Linked DNA regions of Zea mays: region 2 is linked to region 1. The links are chromatin contacts, called in public Hi-C maps. All regions are on one chromosome and are shown on one strand. Each heading gives the region's core, a stretch centred on a gene start, on an enhancer-like site or on the middle of the called end of the contact. The rest is flanking DNA. Distances are from core to core; before and after follow the strand shown.

What was found. Hi-C and Micro-C count contacts between places; a contact is called where the count stands out from the background.
Region 2: a Hi-C map of tassel shows a contact between it and region 1, with 2.9 times the contacts expected there. The contact joins the promoter of LOC100192544 here to the promoter of LOC103630019 in region 1. A contact is called at or near these places in 2 of 25 Hi-C or Micro-C datasets (endosperm and tassel).

What each region holds. Positions count from the first base shown.
Region 1 is chr6:133,015,510-133,020,181 of Zm-B73-REFERENCE-NAM-5.0, reverse strand. It overlaps LOC103630019 (putative phospholipid-transporting ATPase 9), which reads left to right and starts at 2,689. Exons shown (of 11, transcript XM_008651115.3): 1 at 2,689-3,993. The coding sequence starts at 3,598.
Region 2 is chr6:133,313,822-133,318,493 of Zm-B73-REFERENCE-NAM-5.0, reverse strand. It overlaps LOC100192544 (Transducin/WD40 repeat-like superfamily protein), which reads right to left and starts at 1,932. Exons shown (of 10, transcript NM_001137763.1): 1 at 1,639-1,932; 2 at 1,344-1,542; 3 at 1-152. The coding sequence starts at 1,517.

The DNA of each region.
Region 1 (4,672 bases), core at 1,440-3,939:
TCCAGGGAGGCCATACCATCAACTGTGACCTTTTTCTCCTTTTGTGTCTTGGACTTTACTAAATACTTGTAAGTCTTCTATGGGTCTTCTGATGTCTTCTTTTGAGGTGTTGCTTCCTCAATGCCTCAGTCTAACACACTTTGCATCTTATGAACTACAACCATAAACACTTGCAAACATATTAGTCCATAGATTATGTTGATCATCAAACACCAAAATCAATTAGACAAATGGGTCGAGGTCCATTTTCCATACATTCTATACGAGTAAGTTGACCTATCGAAGAATGGTCATTTGCTAACATCATGTTCCATGTTGCCATCTTAGATCAAGAACCAACAAATGTGAGTTGATCCTTAACCTGCTCTGGTATCAATTGAAGGATCGAATAGATGACCATAAGGGGAATAGGAGCCAATAAAAATATTTGCACTTAAGCAATGTTGGCTTAATTTCCAAAAGTTTATCCCAACCTCTAAGACACCAAAGCTCCACAAAAGTTCCAAAACCAAAAACACCTTAACTAATTGATGGTTGGATGCCTTAGCTTGAACAAGTTCTTGAGAATAATATCAAGCTATTAAAACATATAAAATACAAATCATACATTAGAAAATCTGGGGAGAGGCAAATCAAAAACCTCTCAGAACTGAGTGTCGGTGTCGCTCTTCTAGCCAGCAATACTAGGGGCGGCAGTGTTGCTCGATCAAAAAGACACAAATCAATATGAAATTGTGGACGATAAGATAGGGAGGATTCAAGAGTGTTCTAGAAGTTTGAACTTGAAAATATCATTTGTTTGCAAATAGATCGGAAATTTCAAACTCGAATTGGAGTTTTCTCAAAGTTGTTCAAACTTCTTAAAACCTGAACTCAAGATGAATCAGTCCATACCCGCTAATGAAAAAAAAATCTAGGAGTGTCTCCTATGTCTAAAGTAGCCCACGATTCCGAACAAACTTAGATTCAAGAATTCACTAAAAAATAAAAAAGAGCTTGAGCGAGAGAAATCAAATAAAAATTCTAATGCAATTTAGACTTGGACATGGATTTACCATAGAGGACAAGACGTGGTTAAGGCCATGCTTTCCAAATTACAAGTACATTGATGTAAAAATCCAAATCACCTAAGGATCTCCTAACAAAAGAAAATAGAGAGTAAAAACCAAAAGCTAGCTAGATGGTTGGTTGGTTGGTGCAACCCATACTTCTTATTTATATAGGGTATTTTACACTCCCAACATACCCTTAGATATATAGAGCTTATCCACTCAGTCAAGTATAAAATGGATCAATTCCCATCCCGACAACCTGATGACCATGCCCCCTCATAAAGTTGCATCGCCTTGATGCATCCTCTGTGATGGCTCCATGTGTCGCCTCCGCTTCCGTTTGAAACCACATCACTGAGTTTTGAGGCCAAACCCGTGAAACCGTTGTTGGGTGATTTTAAATCTCAAACACCAAGCCTCTATAGGTAACATACTTCATATGTGTCCCCACATCCTAGACTTGTGTCTTGTCGATCCTCAATTGTGTCGACAACACAATCCACATGGCTATGTCCTCGTGCTTGCGATGTCTTCAGGTATCAGCCACCACATCTGGTCACCCAGCTTCTCTAGTCTATCAGTTAACACTCATCACTCATCCTTCAGTTCTCTCGGTTTATTGGCACGAACTCGCATGACCTTCACCTTTATCATCGACCACCGTCTACGGACTCTGCACCTGCACATCACAAAGGTAAGAGACATATTGCATACACACTCACACCTGGATAGTCTACACGACTCAAACTAAGATGCTAGTATGTTAACAGTCACTTATCACAAACTCAAATCACAAGGACACATCTCAACCTTATGTACATACTAGTTTTCCCTATTTATAGCAACCAACTCACTAAATGGTGGCTGATCATTGAGTAACATAGACTCGCTTTGCATTCTAACAAACGAAACATTTCCATAATTATCTTTGTCCACAATGTCGTCATGGTGCGAAGCTATTAGATTATCCATCTGTTTCATATGAAAACTTGAGTATACCTTCAAACAAATTTAGATATAGGTGACTAAGTGCAACCAGATTGCTAACTAACTAAATACTATCAAACTAACTAAATTTTAGCTAATTAACTAGTTACACAATATCTAACTTATATACCTAACTAACTACATATGATGCCAAGTTACCTAAACTTAATAAATAACTACTACTAACTAGTAAATACTAACAAAATTTTAAGTTACTAAATATAACTACCTAAACTTACTACTACCAACTACCTACCTAACTAAATAACTACTACTAATTAATAATTGCATAATTTACTAACTAAATCACGAACTAAGTTATTAATAAAAAAATAAGATAGAGACTGAGGGCTAGCATCAAGACTGAAGATGAAGAGTGGGGACGATGATGATGAGGGTCAACTGTGAGGACAGAGTGAGAGTAGATGCGAGATACACGAAATAAGGTTAGACGAGTCACAGATACCATACAGAAAAAAAGAAGCCACACTGTTTTGCTCTGTGAATTGTAATATTTACAAAGTAAAGTTTGAAATAATTATAAAATAGGATATAGGATGAGTTCAGTTTCAGGTATGGATATTATAGGTTATAGCATCGATTCTTAAGTCCTAAAAACCAGTTTTGTCCCGCTAGAGATTTTCGAAGAAGGGCGAAAATAAAAAAATCAGTTAGGAGGCCACAAACTACCAAACCGATCGCACACGTCGCCGTGCACTTCGCTTCGTCGGCATTGCGTTGCTCCGCCCCGCGCGGCGCCTGCTCACTCCCATTTTCCATTGACCTCGCCCCTCTCGTCCGTCTCCTCCCTCCCTGTCCCGGAGCTTCGATTTTTCCCTTCGAGAGGAGCCACATGATTCACCGTCGGAAAGAGGCAAGGCAACGGAACCCGAGCCGCTCCGCTTGAGGTGAGGTGGGGTCCCCGTCTGGGTCGGGGGGGCATTACCTTGCCGCCCCCGCGCGAAGGGAGATTCCCGCCACCTATAGTCGTCCTCTCGTGGGCCATTTTCTGCCTTGGGGAGAGCATAGACGCAGCGCCGCGGGAAAGCCGGGCGCCGCATGGATCGAGACATCTGGTGTTCCCGTCTCAAGAGTCTTGGCGTAGCGGGGCGGAGGAGGAGGACGGGGTTCCGGAGCGCAGGGCCGCGGCGGCACGCCGGGATTTCAGAGGCGCCGCGCTGTTGAGTGTTGACGTCTTCTCGATCCTGGGAGGAGCTGATTTCTCTGCTGAGGGCCTGGGGTGGCTCTCGGTTCAGTCCCTCTCCCTGTGCAGTTTATTTGCTTTTTTTAGGTAGTTGGGGGCTACTTGTTGGTTGGGAGAGGAGCTGAATTATTGCGAGCTGCATTCTTGGAGATTCTTGCTGCTCGAATCTCAGCTGCTCTTCTTCAGAGGGAATTGCCAATTGCGTTCTGCAGTAAGATTGATTTGGACAAGGTTGGAGCGAATTGGCTGCTACGGCGGGGAGTTCCAAAAAAAACCCGTGAGGTTTTGGCCTTGTCGACTTCTTGGGGCATCTGGGAGTAGCTTTGGTGCAGTGATTCACTTGAGTCTGGAGGAATGGCGCCGACGAAGAGGCTGGAGAAACTTAAGCTCAGCACATTGTTGACTTTCATGCGTTGTCACGGGGGCTCTAGTGATGACCACTTACGGATTGGGACAGTGGGGTTCTCCAGAGTCGTGTACGTCAATGAGCCTGATAGGCTTGAAGAGGAGGGATTCAGTTACCTGCTGAATGAGGTGTCGACGACAAAGTACAATCTGGCCACCTTCCTGCCCAAGTCCCTCTTCGAGCAGTTCAGGAGGGTGGCCAATTTCTACTTCCTTGTCTCTGGTATCCTTGCCTTGACTCCACTTGCACCATACACGGCAGTGAGCGCGCTTGCGCCGCTGTGTGTCGTGATTGTAGCCACCATGGCAAAAGAAGGGGTTGAGGACTGGCGGAGGAAACAACAGGTATCATTCTTGTGGTCTTGCTTACAACCAAGCTGTAATATTGTTTATTTGATTTCGTTCATGACATGACCCCTTTGTTTTGAATAAACTCAACAAGCTCATATGCTTTAGTTAATCCATATTTGTTTCATATACTGTACAATAAATTGGAACATATTTTGCTTCCTCTTTCTTGGTGTTGGGATTGCCGGGTTCATTCTCTATACATATCTGGGTTTGGAGAAATAATATACATTTGGAGAAATAATATACTGTACATTCATTATTTTTACAAACTATGAGTTCTCATTATGAACAATTCACTGAGCTATATTAGCTATATTATCATGTATTTTGGTGTCTGAAACTTAAACTCTTAATTTGACCATTTTCCATGCTTCTGCTTTGACCATGTGATTCATTATTGATTTTACTTACAGTTCTCTATTCTGCCTGTGTTGTTGTGTGTCATGATGTAGCAATAGTTTTTAGCCTTAGTTATATCAATTAATATTCAAAGAAAGTCATCTTAGGGAAAACTTTATCGGCGATAGGATGTCCGATAAACCCGATTTTCCTGTTTATCGGTGAGCTCCGATATGTTTTCTTTATCGGCCGAAATTTTTAAATTTTTTGAATTGCCATTTGCCACATGTTCAAATTAAAAGTCGGTTGGTCTATATGTCTTCTCATGCTCTCC
Region 2 (4,672 bases), core at 683-3,182, 300 kb before region 1:
CCTGATTGAGGGAAATTTTCATAGTTCTTATACTGTTCCAACCTAGCTTTTCGGTAGTCTTGCCTGGCTATGTGTATCCTCTCCCATGGTATACCTTGTATATCCTTTCCTGCCCTTGCTTCAGCTGCTGATGTGTCCCTTATCCTAGTGAGCTGTAGAAACATGGACAGTTGTCAATATGAATAAGTTATAAACACTAAATGAACAAAACCGTCTGAGCAACCTTAAGGTTCGAGTCATATTCATCATTTATCAGTTTTGGCATAAAAATAGACATAATCCAAGAAATATCAAACAGATTTTAATTGCTGGTAAGCTGCAGCCATCATCATATCATGATTGATCATTGCCTAAGCCGATGCAAATAAGTGCTGGTGGACCTTGTGCTTATGCCAAAAAAATGCCACACAGTTAAGTGAGTAGTTAATACAAAAAGTGAATTAATTATTAATTTTAACTCCAATCAAGAAGGACAAGACATGAGTCAAATATTCTAATTGGAATCTGTGTTTCAAGCTTGTTGGTCCAAGCCCAATCAAACAAGGATGAAACAATGCATCTGTGACACCGTGCCATGTTGGCCATAGAAAATTATGCAACAAATGCCTAGTACGAAAGCGACCTGTCAGAGAGGATGGTAAACCAAGTCATTATTGGCTGAAGATAAGCACAAGAAAAGAAGATACATAGCATTCTAGACCTACATGACTGGCCAAAACGAATCTGCGCCACAAGCCCCATTGACATCAAGTCTCCCTGTCCCATAAACAATTAGCAACCAAGGACTAAATGAGTAAAAATCAACACTGGAACTTAGAGAAATCTTTCCCGCTTTTGTTTATCACTCCGCTAATGTCTCCTCGCAATTTGGCATGCGCTTTGAATTTTGGTAGAAACATACTACTACTGCAAATTAACATTACTATCCTACCTACAAAACAATTGCCTTCTTTTTTTCAATTGGTTTTCCGCTTATGCTTTCCCACATGGTTCACCCCATCAATAACATCACACCTACACACTTACACCTTAAAACTTAGCATAAATTATAGCAATATAAACTTATATTCGAGATAGAATAGAAACCTAGTACACATGAAGATCCATCTATGTCCACCAGCAATTTGAATGATCTAGCACAGACATGTAACCCGCCGTGCTACCCACCAAACCCTGAATGATCTCAAGCTCTTCCGCAGGTGAATAAAAAGCCAACAGGAACCTTAGGCAAGCAATTAGGAGTACGACTGGAGCCATCACGCGTCGGCTACTCAGATTTACGAATTCGACCTAAACAGAGGTACTCCACCCATGGCAGAAGCACCATGAAAGGTCATACGCACCAGCAAGTACTCATCATCACCATCCATGCCGCCATCCCTCCGGTCGGCATCGCGGTCGTGGAACTCGCCTTCCACATCCATCTCCATGCCCATCTCGCCGTCCGACGCCCAGCCGTCGTGGTCATCCACGACTCGCTCCGCCGCATCAGCGCTGTCCCGAGCGCTCGCCGCCATCCCGTGGCCGCGTCGAACCGCAACCCTGTCCGCACCAACCAAACATTCAGATCACACAGGCGACATGCGGACATAAGAGAAAAAAGATCAGAAGGCAAGCCACCAGCCCACCAGCCCCTACCACGAAGGAAAACAAGAGCGGCTGTGCCGTGCGGCTCGTGATGTGCACTGCGCGTCCGCGCCGCCGGGTGAGATGTCGAGAATGAAGAAGCGCGGGTTGATGAGCCGCGGGCCTCCGAGAGCTGGAGAGCTGCGAGAGGGAGGAGCTATGTCGGCGGCGGCTCACGGCGGCTATGGATCGGGAGGCGGAAACGTGTGGAGGGGGATGAGAGCGCGGCCGTGCTTTTGGTGCCGTGCGGCGAAGCAAGGTTCGAGAGAGCCAAGCTCGATCCGGCAACGCGATGGGGTGGATAGCGACGGGGAGGGAATAGGGTAACGGCGTTTTCTAGAAGACGTGACGACGGGGACAGGGACGGGACATTTGCACACGGCACACCAGTGGCAGTGTCGCTGGGTGGACCTATGCGACTATGCCCTGTGGTGGCGGTGTGATGTAGGGGGTGTTTGGTTACACCCCGCTAAAATTTAGCCCCTGTCTCATCGAATGTTTGAACCTCCGTTCCGGGTATTAAATTAAATGTAGTCGGATTATAAAACTAATTTGTCAGCCGAAGATTAAAAGACGAGACGAATCTAGTCCAGTTGATTGGGTCTATATTTCATACTCCTATTTAAAAGTCAAACGCTTGATGTGACCCGGACTAAACTTTAGTAGAAACAACCAAACACCCCGTAGTCATCGTGTCGAGTAGGCTGGTGGGATCCAGCAGAATTAAGGAAACTTTGCATACACAAAGGCAAAAATCATGGATTTTTTATTGTGCGCAGTGCCAACTGCCAAGGTTCGTTGATGTTAGACATTTTTTTATATTGTATACTCCCTCCGTCCATTCATTTTAGATTAATCACATATTTATTAAATAATATTAAATATAGGTTATATATATTATCATTTGAATGAATGTTGATAGAAGAAAAAGTGAGCTAAAAATAACTATATTTTGAAACAGAGGAGAGAGTATAACATAGCTTACTAATGATGATGATAAAATGCTAGCGTCATGACATGACCGCGATTTCGCGAACATAAATTTGTTTTTGGACCTACGATTTTTTGTAATTAAAAGATACATAAGTACATTGTATACTAGAAAAAAGATAAATAGACAATTACATTCACAATTAGTATACATACTAGTTAATTACCTATGCATTGACACATTGACCTTAGTTAAATGAGATATTTTTCAAACACGATTATATTTTTTCCCAATTATTGGTATATATATATATTTATATTTATAATATATCTCCTTTATATAACACAAATGGAATCCTATTGTTTGCACTCCATTTTTTTCTTTATTCCAGCAGTTGCGAGGCAGGAGGGACAGTGGGAGCAGCATTCCGCGCTAAAAACGATGCTTCAATACAGAAGGTAGAAAATAGCTCCTACCTCTATCACCATCTGGAAGCATTTTTCTATATCTTCATATTTGGTGAGACTTCAGGCATGTTTGGTTCGTTACCCCAATTGCCACACTTTGCCTAACTTTTCTGCCTAAGGTTAGTTATTCAATTCGAACGACTAACCTTAGGCAAAGTGGGGCATAGTTAGCCACAAACCAAACAAGCCCTTCGTCTCTCGTTTTCCTAGGGACGCCTTTAGAGATGAAATGAGAGCTAGACTAAAAACCCTAATAAAGTTTGAACCCTTGAACTTTTAGGAAAAAAAGAGATGGCGAGAAATTCATTTTTTCAACTTTGGAACATATTTGGGACTTCGGTCTGTATCAAGGATTCTCAATATTCATTATGTCATTATGTAACAACACTAGAGTATGTAAAGTACTAAAAAGAAAGAGATTTAGGAGAGAGCGGAGCATAGATTGGCACGTGGTGAATTAGAGAGGTCCTCTTGCTATTCATCGATTGATGAATATAAAAGCAAATAAGATTACAAACACATACAAAACTGAGCATCAAGATCTCTTAGTTCCCCCTCACCTCTTGTTTTGTGGTGAGAGTTCTAGTCTAATGATCCTAATTCACCTTTATGCTTGCACTCTATACAGAATAAAACTCTTGTGGAAGAGAATGTTGTGGCTAGTTTGGGTGTGACTAGCCCTAGTCATGTGGAGAGTCTCCTAGTTAGAAGTTAGAACTTAGTCCCCTAACACATGAAGTGATCTAATCTCCTAAAGCTTTACATTGTCCCCCTTTTATAGTGCAAGGGGAGAGTGGTTACATCAAACAAACATTGGATCCCGCTAGCTAAGAACCAAATACTTCGTTCTTATCATGTTTCTGTTTCTGGGGTTATATGCAAAGCCATGCCTCGGATCGTGGTGTAGTATCAGAGACAATGTGATTATACACCAAGCTATATATATATATATATATATATATATATATATATATATATATATATATATATATATATATATATATATATATATATTACTATTTGTATGACCTAAATGTTACTTTAGTTAGTAGTTGGTATGATACTATTTTAGGAGGAATAATAAGGTATAATTGACCCTATGTGTTGCTAATAAGTTATGCATCATGCTGAGATTTTTGTTTGTGCATATGTTTCTGAGACAATGTGACTATACACCCTTTTCTTACAAATCTCGAGGACGAGATTTCTGTTAAGAGGGTAGGATTTGTAAGGCCCAAAATTTGTATAAGAAAAAATAAAAATAATAACAATAATAATAAAATAAATATATGAAGAGATAAAATAGTAAATTCAGATATCTCAAATTATACTCGAGTGTTGAAAATTGAGGACTGAATTTTGAAAACCAAGAATTATTTTAGAACAGAAGTAATAGAAAAAATTTCTATTCAACTAAATGATTATGCATATCATTAAATGATGTGCCATAAGCATTTATTTACATGAATATTTAATCTTGAAGTAACTTCTACTTCTTATCCCGCATTCAAAATACTATTTTACTAAAAAGAAAGAAAACAATATGAGTGTTTTTCATATTTCAAACATCTACTAAACAAATAAATCAAATAAAATAAAAATATATCTATTGCTTCATAATTGATTTTGAGTACGTATTAAAAATTTA